Linked DNA regions of Mus musculus: region 2 is linked to region 1. The links are chromatin contacts, called in public Hi-C maps. All regions are on one chromosome and are shown on one strand. Each heading gives the region's core, a stretch centred on a gene start, on an enhancer-like site or on the middle of the called end of the contact. The rest is flanking DNA. Distances are from core to core; before and after follow the strand shown.

Region 1 (6,436 bases), core at 2,738-5,237:
CCCAATAAACTGTTTCCTCAGTTTTCTCCAGTGTGCTGTACAAATATGTTTCTTCTGTGTGCCACCAATCAAGAAAGGACAGCTTCAGAGTCATCTTGTGCCTTTAGGAAGCCCATATTGCAACCTACAAGTGAGTGAAGGAGCTAGGGTAGAAGACTGAAGCCGCCTACACCAGCCACAGTCACTGTTAGGATGGGCTGCACAGCCGCTTTGGCCTTGTTGGCCATTCTGGCACTCATTGGCACTTCATCCTCCTTTGTTGGGCTATCCTGTACTCAGTAGGATATTTGGGAACATTCCTGGCCTCCATCTGCAAGATGCCAACAGTACAAGTCAACCTCACAACACCCACCAGGTGTGAGAAAAATAACTAGATATTGCTACATGTTCTTTGGAGGGACTCTCCTGTAACGTTATTTCCCCCATCCCCAGACAAGGTTTCTCAGTTCTCGCTGTCCTGGAACTCACTTTGTAGACCAGATTGGTCTCCCAATTCAGAGATCTGCCTGCCTCTGCCTCCTGAGTGCTGGGAATAAAGGCATGTGCCACCACCACCCAGCTTCCTGCTGTAAGTTTATATGCCTTACTTCTCCTGTCACACAGGCTAGGCCATCATTAACAGCATGGAACATGCACAGTGGAAGGGAATTGGAGCAGGGAAGGTTCCAGGCTTTCCTGAAGGAGCCTGCATAGTCTTTAAAAAATGTTTTCTTTTTAACTTCTAATGCTGTTTTAAGAAGACAGAATTAGAAACTGCTTCTAGTGGAGTTTTAAGGAGAATAAAATAGCAAGGGAGGCCAGAGCTGGTTTTGGAATTGCAGTAGCAATCAGGGTCCTAGTATTAAAATCATGTCTGTTAGTGTTCAGTAGGGGAAGACTTGTGTGTCCACTGCTGAAGATAGGTGCTTCAGATCCAGGCCTGGATTGTGACCACAGACTTTCAGATCTTTTCCAGGCTCACCACTGACAGCCAGACAATGGCTTGGCACCTCGAGTTGTGGCTGAGCCTGTATGAGTTGAAGGATGGTCAGTAGATGAAGCCGTTTACTCTCATGGTGTGTGCCCTTGTACAAGAGATCTGGGCGCGTGACACAAAGCCAGTCATTGACAGGCTAGACCCAAAGACCTTTAAGCACTCCCATTTGCTTCCGCTGTATCACAATAACTGATGACTTTGTAGTCAGTGGTACCTGCTCCGAACAAGTACGTGGAGTGTGGGAGTCCCTCTGGGAGCCCAGCGTGGAATTAGAACACCTCTTTAAAGCCACCTCCTAAGCCGAGCAGAATGCAGTGGACTGGGGTACAAGTCAGACCTGAGTGTCATTGTCCACATCATGGAAAAACAAGATGGCCACCAGAACACTGAAGGCCTGAGGAGACTAACCCTGTTCCCAGAACTCAGAGTTCTGTTTGGTTCTGTTTTTAATAAGATAACCTTTCTTTAATGTATACATATGCATATACATATATATTTGTACTTTAAATACAGAGTACTGAATAAAATTTATGTGACTATACTGCTCATGTTGGCATCTCCTGTGCTGCTAACAGAAGGGTATGCTGATGGTGAACAGGTGTTCCCATGCAGCACACTCTGTCCCCAAGGGGCCAGCACCACGGCAGTCCTTCCACATGGCTCAGAGGCCTTTCAGCTCTGCTCTAAGTGCCTCCCTGAAAAGAGCTGTGCTTACCTCTGAGGGTTTCAGTCCAAGCTACACGGCACGACTATACCTGGCCAGAAACCAGATAAGCAAGGGGAGCCAGGCCGGAAAACAAGAGAGGAGACTCGACAGTTGCTCCCAAGCACAGGTTTTCTACTTGCTGTGCTTGTGGTCCTGTCTTTCATCAGTTGTGTGGTTACTGTAAAGAATGAGAAAAGGAGCCCTGCCTCAAAGACTTGTTTTTTTAGATCTATTTATTTATGTCTATGAGTACACTGTAGCTGACCAGATGGTTGTGAACCACCACGTGATTGCTGGAATTGGAACTCAATGACCTCCAGAAGAGCAGTCATTGCACTTAACCGCTGAGCCATCTCACCAGCCCCCTCAAAAACCTCTTAACCATTATCTTGATGTATTTTTTTTCTTTGCTTTCTTAAGAGTTGTTTACAAAAAGATGCAACCTATTCTAACAGGGTAAATATTTTCAACCATTTCACTTTAAGTTAATGAAGGTTCATAAATGAACAACATACCCACTCAGTATCCTATCTATCTATTTATTTATTTATTTTGTGTGCACATGTGCTTTTTTTTTCTTTAATGTGGAGGTCAGAGGCCAACTGATGGAAGTCAGTTCTCTATACAAGTAGGGCCTACTTACTTCCTTGGCAGAATCTTCTACCTTCTATGTTACCACATTTTCCAAAATGTCATGTTTATATTCAGTGAAAATTCCAGTAGTGTGTCAACTCTTGTCCACATATCTGGGTGTTCCTTTAATTGCCTCTGCTGTATTTTGCTGCATCCCCAGCACTTGGGAGGCTGACACAGGAGGATCAAGCATCCAAGGCTAGCCTCACCCTAGGCTTCTCTATGGTATAAGCAGTATACAAAGATATCTAAAGGGTTGACAACCAGATTGTGGCTAAAACTGAACCACTTAATCTGATAATGTTTTATAACTGCTGACAATATTTTTAAAAAGGGCCTTAGAAGGTGAGGTAGGGGAAGAGGGGAAGAAATCAAGGTTCCCTTCATGGTTTTATCGCTTCAAAAAATGGGGTGGGGTTAAAATGGAGGACAGACTCAATGACATTTACAAATAAGTGATTATAAAGAGTTAAGAGCTAGTGTAATTGTAGTAAGAGGTATGATGTTTTCATATAGCATTAGGAAGCTAAGCCGACCTGAATACCCCTCCACAGCTCTGTGAGCCAAGCCTTTCTAACTTCTCTTCCCACTGTTTCCTCGTCTATAATCTGGGGTAAGAAGTATGGATGGAGAAGGAGCATATACTAATTAAAAATATAGTGACACACTTTAAGGCACCTGGCACAAAAATGACTAGTTTTTGGTATGAAGTATTGAAAGCTCCCTCCCCCCCCATTACTGGGACTAGTCATTGCTGGGTAATTGGATCGTGAGGACTCTGACTTAATCAATGGAGTTATCTATTAATGGATTCATAGTTTGTTGGTATTATTGGAAGATATAGGAGGTGGGGCCTGACTACAAGAAGCAGGTCACTGGGAGCATGCATGTCTTTGAACAATTTTTCCTTTGAACAGTTTCTTCCAGTTCTTTCTCTTCTCCCTCTCAGCCTGTTAAGTGCTCTTAACACTTAAGTGCCTCCGCTCCCACCATGCACTGCCTTTCCTCGGGCCCAAAGAAATGGGTCCGGATGACCTTGAGCTTAGAGCTCTGAAACCATGAACCTTTCCCCCTTTTACATTGTTCTCAAATGTTTGTCACAGTGGTGCATAAAGCTAACACAGCAAGATGTACAAATGATGAGTTCTTAAGACGTGCATAATAAATGTTGCTCTAAGTAACCTAAAGGCTTGCTACCATTATGCTTAGCATCAAGGGACCAGGGCTAGATAATGTGGGAAGTGGGACATAGTCAGGTGTAGTGATGCAGGCCAGATGTCCCAGCATGAGTCAGGAGGATCAGGAGCTCAAGATCAACATCAGCTAGAGTTCTAGGCCAGCTTGAGCTTTCCTTCCTTAACAGAGGCAGGATGGTCTGCTGTGCACTTGTCTCTCAGAGGCTCTGCTTAGATACCCTTTAGGTGAAGGCAGCACAGCAGGTGGCCCCGCCGACCCATATCCTTGGACTCCTTGGCAGTTGCAAGCAAGGAGCAGTGCCTACTGAACTGTCCACCCTGAGAGAGCTAGGACTAGAAGGACACGCTCTGTTTTTGTTTCTGGGCAGGCCTGACAAGGAGCAGAGCGAGCTCCAGCAAGGCACAGCGGGCCAGGGGCGGGACTTCGAGCTTAGCACTTGAAGGGTGGCATCCAGCCGGGCGCATGCGCGTTCCATGGAGCTTGTGCGACCTGGAGCTATGGCGACCGCAACAGTTCGCCCGGCGGCCCAGCGGTTGCGGCTGCTCCTCTCGCCCCTGAAATCCCGGATCTGCGTACCCCAGGCCGAACCCGTAGCCACCTTCGGGTAATGGCGTGCTCGGGGCAGCGAGGGCCACTGGCCGGGGAGGGATACGGACGCCTGGCGTTGTCGGCCCTTCCTTGCTCAAACCCCACGTCCAGATCCCGCAGAACTGGTGTGCGAGCACTTTGATGCCTGGGGTTAGGTTCTACGTGCTGGGTGGTGGTCCAGCCTCCTCAGTGCACAGGGAAGGAACTGGGGAGGAAGGAAGGGGTGGGGGGCTTGCTGGCCTCTTAGCCATTTGCTGGGAACAGTAATTATTCCTGCCAAATCAGAAATCTGCCTAACCTGCTTCAGTGGCAGGCAGGGCCCAAGTTTCCTGAGTCCTTTTGCTTGCTAATTTTAAACTTAAGTGTGCAAGACAATCTGCTTGGGAACCTGTGTAAATTCAAAGTCCCAGGTTCCCCTGCCAGAGAGTCGAGTGTGTGTGTGTGTGTGTGTGTGTGTGTGGTGATGGCCAGGACACCGAATCTTCACTTCTATTTCCCTCTACACTACACTCCAGCCCTTTGCTAAAATAATAACATTCATGGAGACCTGCTGTCTTGAAAATGGGTGCACGGTCTCAAGAGAATGTAAGCAGAAGATGTGGATAGAGCAGGCTGAAGTTGTGCGCATCCCTCCATGTTATACACATGCAGACATAGGCAGTGGTCGTGTGCAGTTTACTATCGGTGGGCCATTGACAGTAGTAACGAGCATTTGGAACTTTATTAGACCTGATGTGGAAACCAATCGTTTGAGCATATAATCTGGAAGTAGAAAGAACGGAAAAGCGACCCATTTTTTTGTTTGTTTGTTTGTTTGTTTTTAAACATTAGTAGCATGATTGTGTAGCTCTCTTAGTCTATATCCAATTCAGATTTCTTCTCTCATATGACTTTAACAACTTTTTAAATATACACGTTGGAAAACATATCAGTGACTCTGGTTGTATAAATTGCTAGTGAAGAGGCATGTTATCCCGTTTCCTGATTGCAAAAAGGGCTTGAACGAGGCTACTAAGGTTGTGTTAATGTCATGCTCATCGGCAACTTAATGGCTGTTGAGAGTCTCATTCACTTAGCTGCACTGGAGACCACTCTTCCTAAAAGATCTCTGCTAAGGTTTCCCTTAGTCTCACCCTGCATTGTTTTAGAAATACAAACGGCCTGTAACCTGAGAAACAGCTCCAGGTGGTTAATCCTGAAGCCAGGCTGCAGCCTCAGCCGCAACAGTCCCATGAAAACCTCTTCACAGCCAGTGTCCAGCCCGCAGGTAGCTGAGTTATGCACCACAGAGTTTCTTGTAAATCTGATACTTGGAACTTTGACCCTTTCCTTACTTCATGATCTCTGTGATCTGTTGAAAAGTCATTTTTTCTGTGGGGAGTTGTATGTCCGTTCTGATGTTAATAATTTACTAAATCTGACAGTCTGAAAACAGTATTTTCTGAGTTAACCTAAGGAGGTCCGGCCAGAGAATCAGGTCCATTCCTTCGCCTCATCGCTGCCTCCACCCCCCGACTTGGCAATGAGACTGAATGCCACTTTTGCCAGGAGATTAAAGAGAATCATGGGCTTTTGAGATCACATAGTCTAAATAACTGTATTATTGACCCTTCTTAGCTGTGTGACTGTAGACAAGTTACTCAACCTCTCTAGATTCCTGACCTTGCAGTGTTTGTATTTGGAACAATGATTGTGAAACAAAATAAAAATAAATAATTAACAAGTACAATTAATGACATAGTTGGCACATTGAATGAAGAAAAAGAAATAAGACAGGAAAAGACATGATCGCTCCTAGATATGATGGAGAAGAAAGTTTATTATAGATAAATAAGGATAGCATAGCCAAAGGCAGACACAACTGGGAAAGTCCAGAGGGGTAGGGCCAGGGAGGGGGAGAGGAGAACCAACTACAGCAGCCAAGAGGCCAAAGGTACAAAAAGGGGCAGGTACCCAAAAATGTCTGGATTATATAAGGAAGAGCCTCTGGGGAAATGACAGCCTAGCCCCTAGGCTGGAGAGTTCTGGGTAGAGGGCAGGGAATGCCAACTATACCCTGTAACAGGTAGGGATGAGGGATGCTGGGGGAACCTAGAGGCCAGGTCCACTTTGATATGTTAAATAGACACCTCAACCACTTGTCCAGGTTTGGAACTTAACATATATAAATAATAGCACTATATATAAAAAGACACCACACTTTGTGTCATCAAGTAGTGGCAGCAGTTGATACTGTGACTCTCGGTTATTGATGAGAAGCAGAGTATAAGCAGTAAGGACTTACAAAGTGCAGCTGCATCTTATTAAGCAATCCCTATTTTCATCTCTAAGTGAGG
Region 2 (6,436 bases), core at 2,488-4,987, 420 kb after region 1:
TTCCTAAAATAATGTAAGTACTGTATGAAGAGTTGTTATACTATATCAATGATAAGAGAATCCTCTGTCTACATGTCTGACAGACTGAAAAACACAGGCATGTAACACCATTTCCACTCTAACTTGGCAATTGGAACTATATAGCTGGTGGATGGTTGAATTGTGACTATGTATGCAGTGTCCATGCATATAGAGAATACTGTATACTGTAGAGCCTAGGTCTGTGTGCACCTCTGGGAAATAGCACCAGTAACATCAAAAGACCAGTACCATGTCTAAAACAGTTTTCTTTCTTTTTTATTTTATTTAAGATTTTTTATTGGATATTTTATTTATTTACATTTTAAATGTTATCCCCTTTTCTGGTTTCCCCTCTAGAAACCCCCTATCCCATCCTCCTTCCCCTTGCTTCTATGATGGTGTGCCCCCACCAACCTGCCTACCCACTTCTACCTCCCCACCTTGACATTCCCCTACATTGGGGCATGGAGCCTTCCAAGGACCAAGGGCCTCTCCTCTCATTGGTGTCCAATAACGATATCCTCTGCTACAGATGCAGCTGGAGCCATGGGTCCCTCCATGTATTCTCTTTGGGTTGGTGGCTTAGTTCCTGGGAACTCTGGGGGCGGGGGTCTGGTTGGTTGATATTGTTGTTCTTCCTATGGGTTGCAAATCCCTTCAGCTCCTTCAGTCCTTTCTCTAACTCCTCCATTGGAGACCTCATGCTCAGTCCAATGGTTGGCTGCAAGCATCCACCTCTGTATTTGCCAGGCTCTGAAGAGCCTCTCAGGAGACAGCTATATCAGGCTCCTGTCAGCAAGCACTTCTTGGCATCCACAATGTGTCTGAGTTTGATATCTGTACATGGGATGGAGCCCCAGGTGGGGTAGTCTCTGGATGGCCTTTCCTTCAGTCTCTGCTCCACACTTTGTCTCCAAATTTCCTCCCATGAGTATTTTGTTCCTCCTTCTAAGAAGAACCAAAGCACTCACACTTTGATCTTCCTTCTCCTTGAGCGTCACGTGATCTGGAATAACAAAAAACCCAGGATAGCAAAAACTATTCTCAACAATAAAAGAACTGCTGGGGGAATCACCATCCCTTGACCTCAAGCTGTACTACAGAGCAGTTGTGATAAAAACTGCATGGTATTGGAACAGACACAGGCAGGTAGGTAAACGGAATAGAACTGAAGACCCAGAAATGAATCCACACACCTATGCTCCCTTGATCTTTGACAAAGGAGCTAAAACCATCTAGTGGAAAAAAAGATAGCATTTTCAAGAAATAGTGTTCCTTCAACTGGTGGTCAGCATATAGAAGAATGCAAATTGATCCATTCTTATCTCCTTGCACAAAGCTCCAGTCCAAGTAGATCAAGGACCTCCACATGAATCCTGATACACTGAAACTAATAGAAGTGAAAGTGGGGAAGAGCCTCGAACACATGGGCACAGGGGAAAATTTCCTAAACAGAATACCAATGGTTTGTGCTCTCAGATCAAGAATCGACAAATGGGACCTCATAAAATTGCAAAGCTTTTATAAGGCAAAAGACACTGTCAATAGGACAAAATGGCAACCAATAGTTTTGGAAAAGATCTTTACCAACCCTACATCTGATAGAAGGCCAATATCGAATATATACAAAGAACTCAAGAAGTTAGACTCCAGAGAACCAAATAACCCTATTAAAAATGAGGTACAGAGCTAAACAAAGGATTCTCAACTGAGGAATACCAAATGGCTGAAAAGCACCTAAAGAAATGTTCACCATCCTTAGTCATAGGAAATGCAAATCAAAACAACCCTGAGATTCCACCTCACACCAGTCAGAATGGCTAATACCAAAAACGCAGGTGACAGCAGATGCTGGTGAGGATGTGGAGAAAGGTTGGTGGGATTGCAAGCTGTTACAACCACTCTGGAAATCAGTTCGGCAGTTCCTCAGAAAATTGGACATAGTATTACCTGAGGACACAAGTATACCACTCCAGGGCATATACCCAAAAGGTGCTCCAACATATAACAAGGACACACACTCCACTATGTTCATAGCAACCTTATTTATAGTAGCCAGAAGCTGGAAAGAACCCAGATGTCCTTCAACAGAGGAATGAATACATAAAATGTGGTACATTTACACAATGGTATACGACTCAGCTATTAAAAACAATGAATTCATAAAATTCTTAGGCAAATGGATGGAACTAGAAAATATCATCCTGAGTGAGGTAAAAGTCACAAAAGAACACATATGGTATGTACTCATTGTTAAGAGGATGTTAGCCGAAAATAGTCTTCTAAAAGGTGCTTCTTCCTGACCTCCTAACCTCCTGTGGTTGTTGCTCAGAACTAAAACAATTAATTCCCTGAGGCTGCCAAGAAGTGGCTGCTGCCTCTGGATCAGGAGACCAGAGCCACTTCTGTGACAGTATGTAGGAAATAAGTGCCATGGTTGCTTAACAAAGGTCACCTGTCCTCAGGGAGCTTATCTCCACAGTGGGAGAGCACATTCCTGAAAGTCCAGTGATATCTGGGCTGCTGGCTACCTGAGGGGAGTGAATCAGTCTGTGGCCAGCCGGCAGGATTCTGGAGCCATTCTGAAGAGCTCTCTGATTCTGTAAGATAAACAGAATCAGAGTCCTGGGAGTCACAATGGGAGTGGCACAGGAGGGTTGTGATCAGTGCATAGGCGCAGAGAGCAGAACAGACAGCCGTGTCCATTCATGCTATCTGACCACACCCCAGTTTCCTCATCTACGAGGCTGAAAGGGTTTGAGTCCCTTTACCACTATGCTGCCATGAGAATCAAGCGGGAAGTATACCTAAAGAGCTTACAACAGTGCCTAGAACACAGCAATGTGCTGAATGTGAGGGTTCCCGCAGTCCAGCACAGGGTGTTAATTCCTCATGATCTGTGAAGTCAAGTATTATATGTACAACTGCATTTTACAGGGGACCAAAAAAAAAAAAAAACCAGAAAGAAAGAAAGAAAGAAAGAAAGAAAGAAAGAAAGAAAGAAAGAAAGAAAGAAAGAAAGAAAGAAAGAAAGAAAATGGATTTGGAAGGAACTCCCACGGTCACACAATAATGGGTGGAAGGCAATCAATTTAAATCTGATGGGCTCTGGAAGTAAGATCTGTCATGGAGGTAACACCAAGCAACAGCATTCTTAGGAAGATGGACTGACCTGTGTGATTGACATCTATGTGCCTCTGCTGACGACTCCCATCCCCAAGGGTGAGAATGTGTCTGTTTAGCTCATCAGTGCCCCCCACCCCCGCAATATCCAGTACAATACACACCAGGTATGCAAAGAGCAAGTAAGTGAGCTACCAAAGGGATGCTCATTTGACCTAAGTTCTGTCAGTCACACAGGGCATATGAGTGCCTTGATTACCAGGAAGAATGAGGGAAACTGATAGCTGAAGCTAGGCTAACCTGGAATCTGACCGTTAGGCTTTTGATCCCCCCACCCATCTTGAGCTGAATTCTTGAGGAATAGGAGCCAATTTAACGCAGGGGATTCTGAGAGAAAGAGGAGCACTAGGCCCTGTTAGATTGTTCTGTTATTTTCTCTTGAGCTGAGGCAGGAGAATGTGAATTTTGAGAAGCCTAAACTACTCCCTTCTTGTACCTGAATCTTGTTGCTATCACTCTAATGGGTCACCCTGTCACACACGAGGTCGTGGAGCTATAACAACTCCCACTGGGCACTGCCTTCTAGATTGTCCTTGTCCTTTGCTCCTCTGGTCTGTGCCAGAACAGTCTGGTCAGTGTCATGTTGTTTCAGACAGTGTCTTGTAGCCTAAGATGCAGTATTTGCTGAGTCAGCCAGTTCTCTCTGCACCGTGCTATGCAACAAACACAGTCCTAGCATGCCATTCTTGGCTCTGTATGTTTCATCGCATGGCAACTGTCATGGACGCCACTACCCTGCACACAGATGTCTGCTGAAATGGCCTCCCTGCTGTCAACCTGCTATTCCAACTTGAGGAATTCTGGCAGCTTTCACTCCTCTGCCCTTACTTCCCACAAACCACTGCAGTGGACAGGGCACAGCGAGACTTTTCCATTTCCAGATGAGGAAAACACAGAAAGATGCAGGCATGCTTGTCTGCCATGAAATTCTGGCATTTTTCTATCTGTCCTGGCTGAGGACCAACAGTGTCAGAGACACTGTGTCCTGCCCAAGCCACAGGTGGCTCAGGTTGCTCTGCAGCTCTACTCACAGTCCCCAAGGGGTCATTGCCCTTTGATCTCTATCACATGGCTTACCTTGACCCATCTCAAGTCTGCAGCATTGGTGTTTGTCCAATACTCTGTGTTGACCATTCCCTGGGGACTTTGGCCTGCCCTGGCTAGCCCTCCATCCACAAATGCTAGTAATCAGGAAGTCAGCACAGTGTAGAGTGGGAGGTACCCGACCCTCCAAGCTCAGTTTTTGTTCTAGTTGCCAGACTATGTCAGTATGTTTCCCCAGCCATTAGTGTGCATGAGAATCCCCTGCAGGACTTGCTGGAGTTTCTGACCTGCTAGGTCTGAATTTGGACAGTTTCCAAGTGGTGACTCTATTGCAGCTGCTCTGTTTTAAATAACTGCATAAGCAGCCAGCCTGGCAGGGAGGCCCCCACTGTCTGTGACCAAGAGTTGAAGCTGGTCACCCCAGAATTCAGAACACAAAGATCCGTTCTGGGCCACAGAAAGTCTACCAGCTGCCTGAAAAAGACTGCCACTCACAGAGTAATGCCTTCTGGAAGAATTTGCTTGTTCTCAAGGTAGAGCCCTCCTCCCTGTGTCTAGATAAAGCAGAGATAGCAGGAGCTTTGGAAGCAGTCCTTGTCACAACCCTGCATTCATGATGTGATGTTTTTGTAACCTCCTTGACCACAGAACAGACCACTCATGAGGTTGCTGGGAGCTTCAGTCACATGCATCCAACCTCCCTAATAGCCTGGGTGGAGAACAATTGCAGAAGGTTTAAGGAGCATCAGCAACAAGGCCTTGGGTGTCTTTCTTTCGATCCCTGCCCTCTGGCCATGAAAGCAAAGAGGATTTTCTGGCAGACAGGAGAGAGAGAGAGAGGGAGAGAGAGAGAGAGAGAGAGAGAGAGAGAGAGAGAGAGAGAGAGAGAGAGAGAGCAAATTACAAAGACACGAGTTTTCTCTATGTTTCTCTCTGCTCTAAAAGGTTCCATCAAAACCCTTGACAGCTACTTGGGAGCAGGACACAGGACACAGGGCAGCCATACTCCCCAGCTTGCTGGGAGATGATTGGGAACATGAGACAGATGGGGTTTTAGATAACTGTTCCAACTGCAGACATTTCATTATTTCTTTGTGTTGGGAGCACTCAAAATCCTGTGAGACAGTCCAGCAGGTAAAGGTGTCTGCCTGGAGCCCGAGGACTTGAGGTGGATCACCAGGACCCACAGGGAGGAAGGAGAGAACTGACTCCTACACTTTACCCTCTGACCTCCACACATACACTAGAGCTTCCCATCTCTATCACATTCACAAAATGCACAGTAAAAAATGTCAGTGGACAAGTGATTAAAGTCATCTCTATCTCTCCTTGTCTCTCCATCTTTCCCCCTCTGTCTGTCTCTGTCTGTCTCTCTGTCTCTCTGTCTCTGTCTGTCTCTCTGTCTCTTTGTCCCTGTCTCTGTCTCTGTCTCTCTCTCTCTTTCTCTCTCTCTCTCTCTCTCTCTCCACCCTTGGTTGGAACTCTGATCATCAGTCTTAGCCATGAACCTCCCTTACACATTCAGTCACATCTCTGGCTGCCGGTTGTTTTGAAATACTCAAGTTAATTATTGTCAACCACTGTTGCAACTGAGTTCTAGTGGGCTGGACCTTACCCTCCACTCAGGTGATCTCCTTGTGTCTATGCTCTTTCCTTCCTTCCAATACCCTTACCAAGTCTTACGCACCGCTGTCCCATTCTATTTTCTTGATGTTCATCTGTCAGATTCCACATGTAGCTGGGAACATTCTTGTCTTTATGTGCCTGACTTATTTCACAGAATCATTTCGTTTTTAACAAATGGACACCAGGGCTGGGTTTTGGAAGGCCCTTCTCTGAGGACAGTTTGTCCACTACATCAGTGGGCATGTTGCCTCTGAGAAAGCACTACTGACCAGGAACCCATGCCCAAGGCAGCAGTCCTATTCAATACATACAAATCCCCCAACTATGTTAGATGTCTTGCCCCAAGAGATGTCATTGTGTCACTTTTGAAGACCAAATGATGTTTAATACATGGCAACTGGAGCTCTAGGGCAGCTCCAAAAGTCAGAAGGGGGTCTCAAGCCCTTGATAGCATGGAAGGAGATCTTTGCTTTGAAAAATGAGAGCTGGCCCCATAGAGTAGTCTCAACTTTTCATTAGCACAGAGGGGAAGCTCTTCAATGTCCTTCTAGAAGGACCGCCT

Evidence for each region. Hi-C and Micro-C count contacts between places; a contact is called where the count stands out from the background.
Region 2: a Hi-C map of liver shows a contact between it and region 1, with 5 times the contacts expected there. The contact joins the enhancer-like site here to the promoter of Bphl in region 1. A contact is called at or near these places in 4 of 39 promoter capture datasets (the 3T3-L1 cell line, hippocampal neurons, liver and 1 more), 3 of 484 Hi-C or Micro-C datasets (liver and myocytes) and 1 of 115 datasets of contacts at active chromatin or transcription factors (kidney).

The regions. Positions count from the first base shown.
Region 1 is chr13:34,033,654-34,040,089 of GRCm38.p6, forward strand. Bphl (biphenyl hydrolase-like (serine hydrolase, breast epithelial mucin-associated antigen)) reads left to right here and starts at 3,988. Exons shown (of 7, transcript NM_026512.1): 1 at 3,988-4,116. The coding sequence starts at 4,010. Ripk1 (receptor (TNFRSF)-interacting serine-threonine kinase 1) reads left to right here. Exons shown (of 11, transcript NM_001359997.1): 11 at 1-1,517.
Region 2 is chr13:34,458,569-34,465,004 of GRCm38.p6, forward strand. It overlaps Gm40908 (a long non-coding RNA gene), which reads right to left. Exons shown (of 3, transcript XR_873224.1): 3 at 989-1,027. Among named protein-coding and RNA genes, the nearest start is that of Gm40908, 20 kb to the right of the region's middle. Within about 2 kb of position 3,738, at least 58 of the 459 cell types and tissues checked have an H3K27ac peak or open chromatin away from gene starts, as enhancers often do. A contact at or near this core is called in liver, myocytes and stem cell-derived epiblast-like cells, where this site is marked.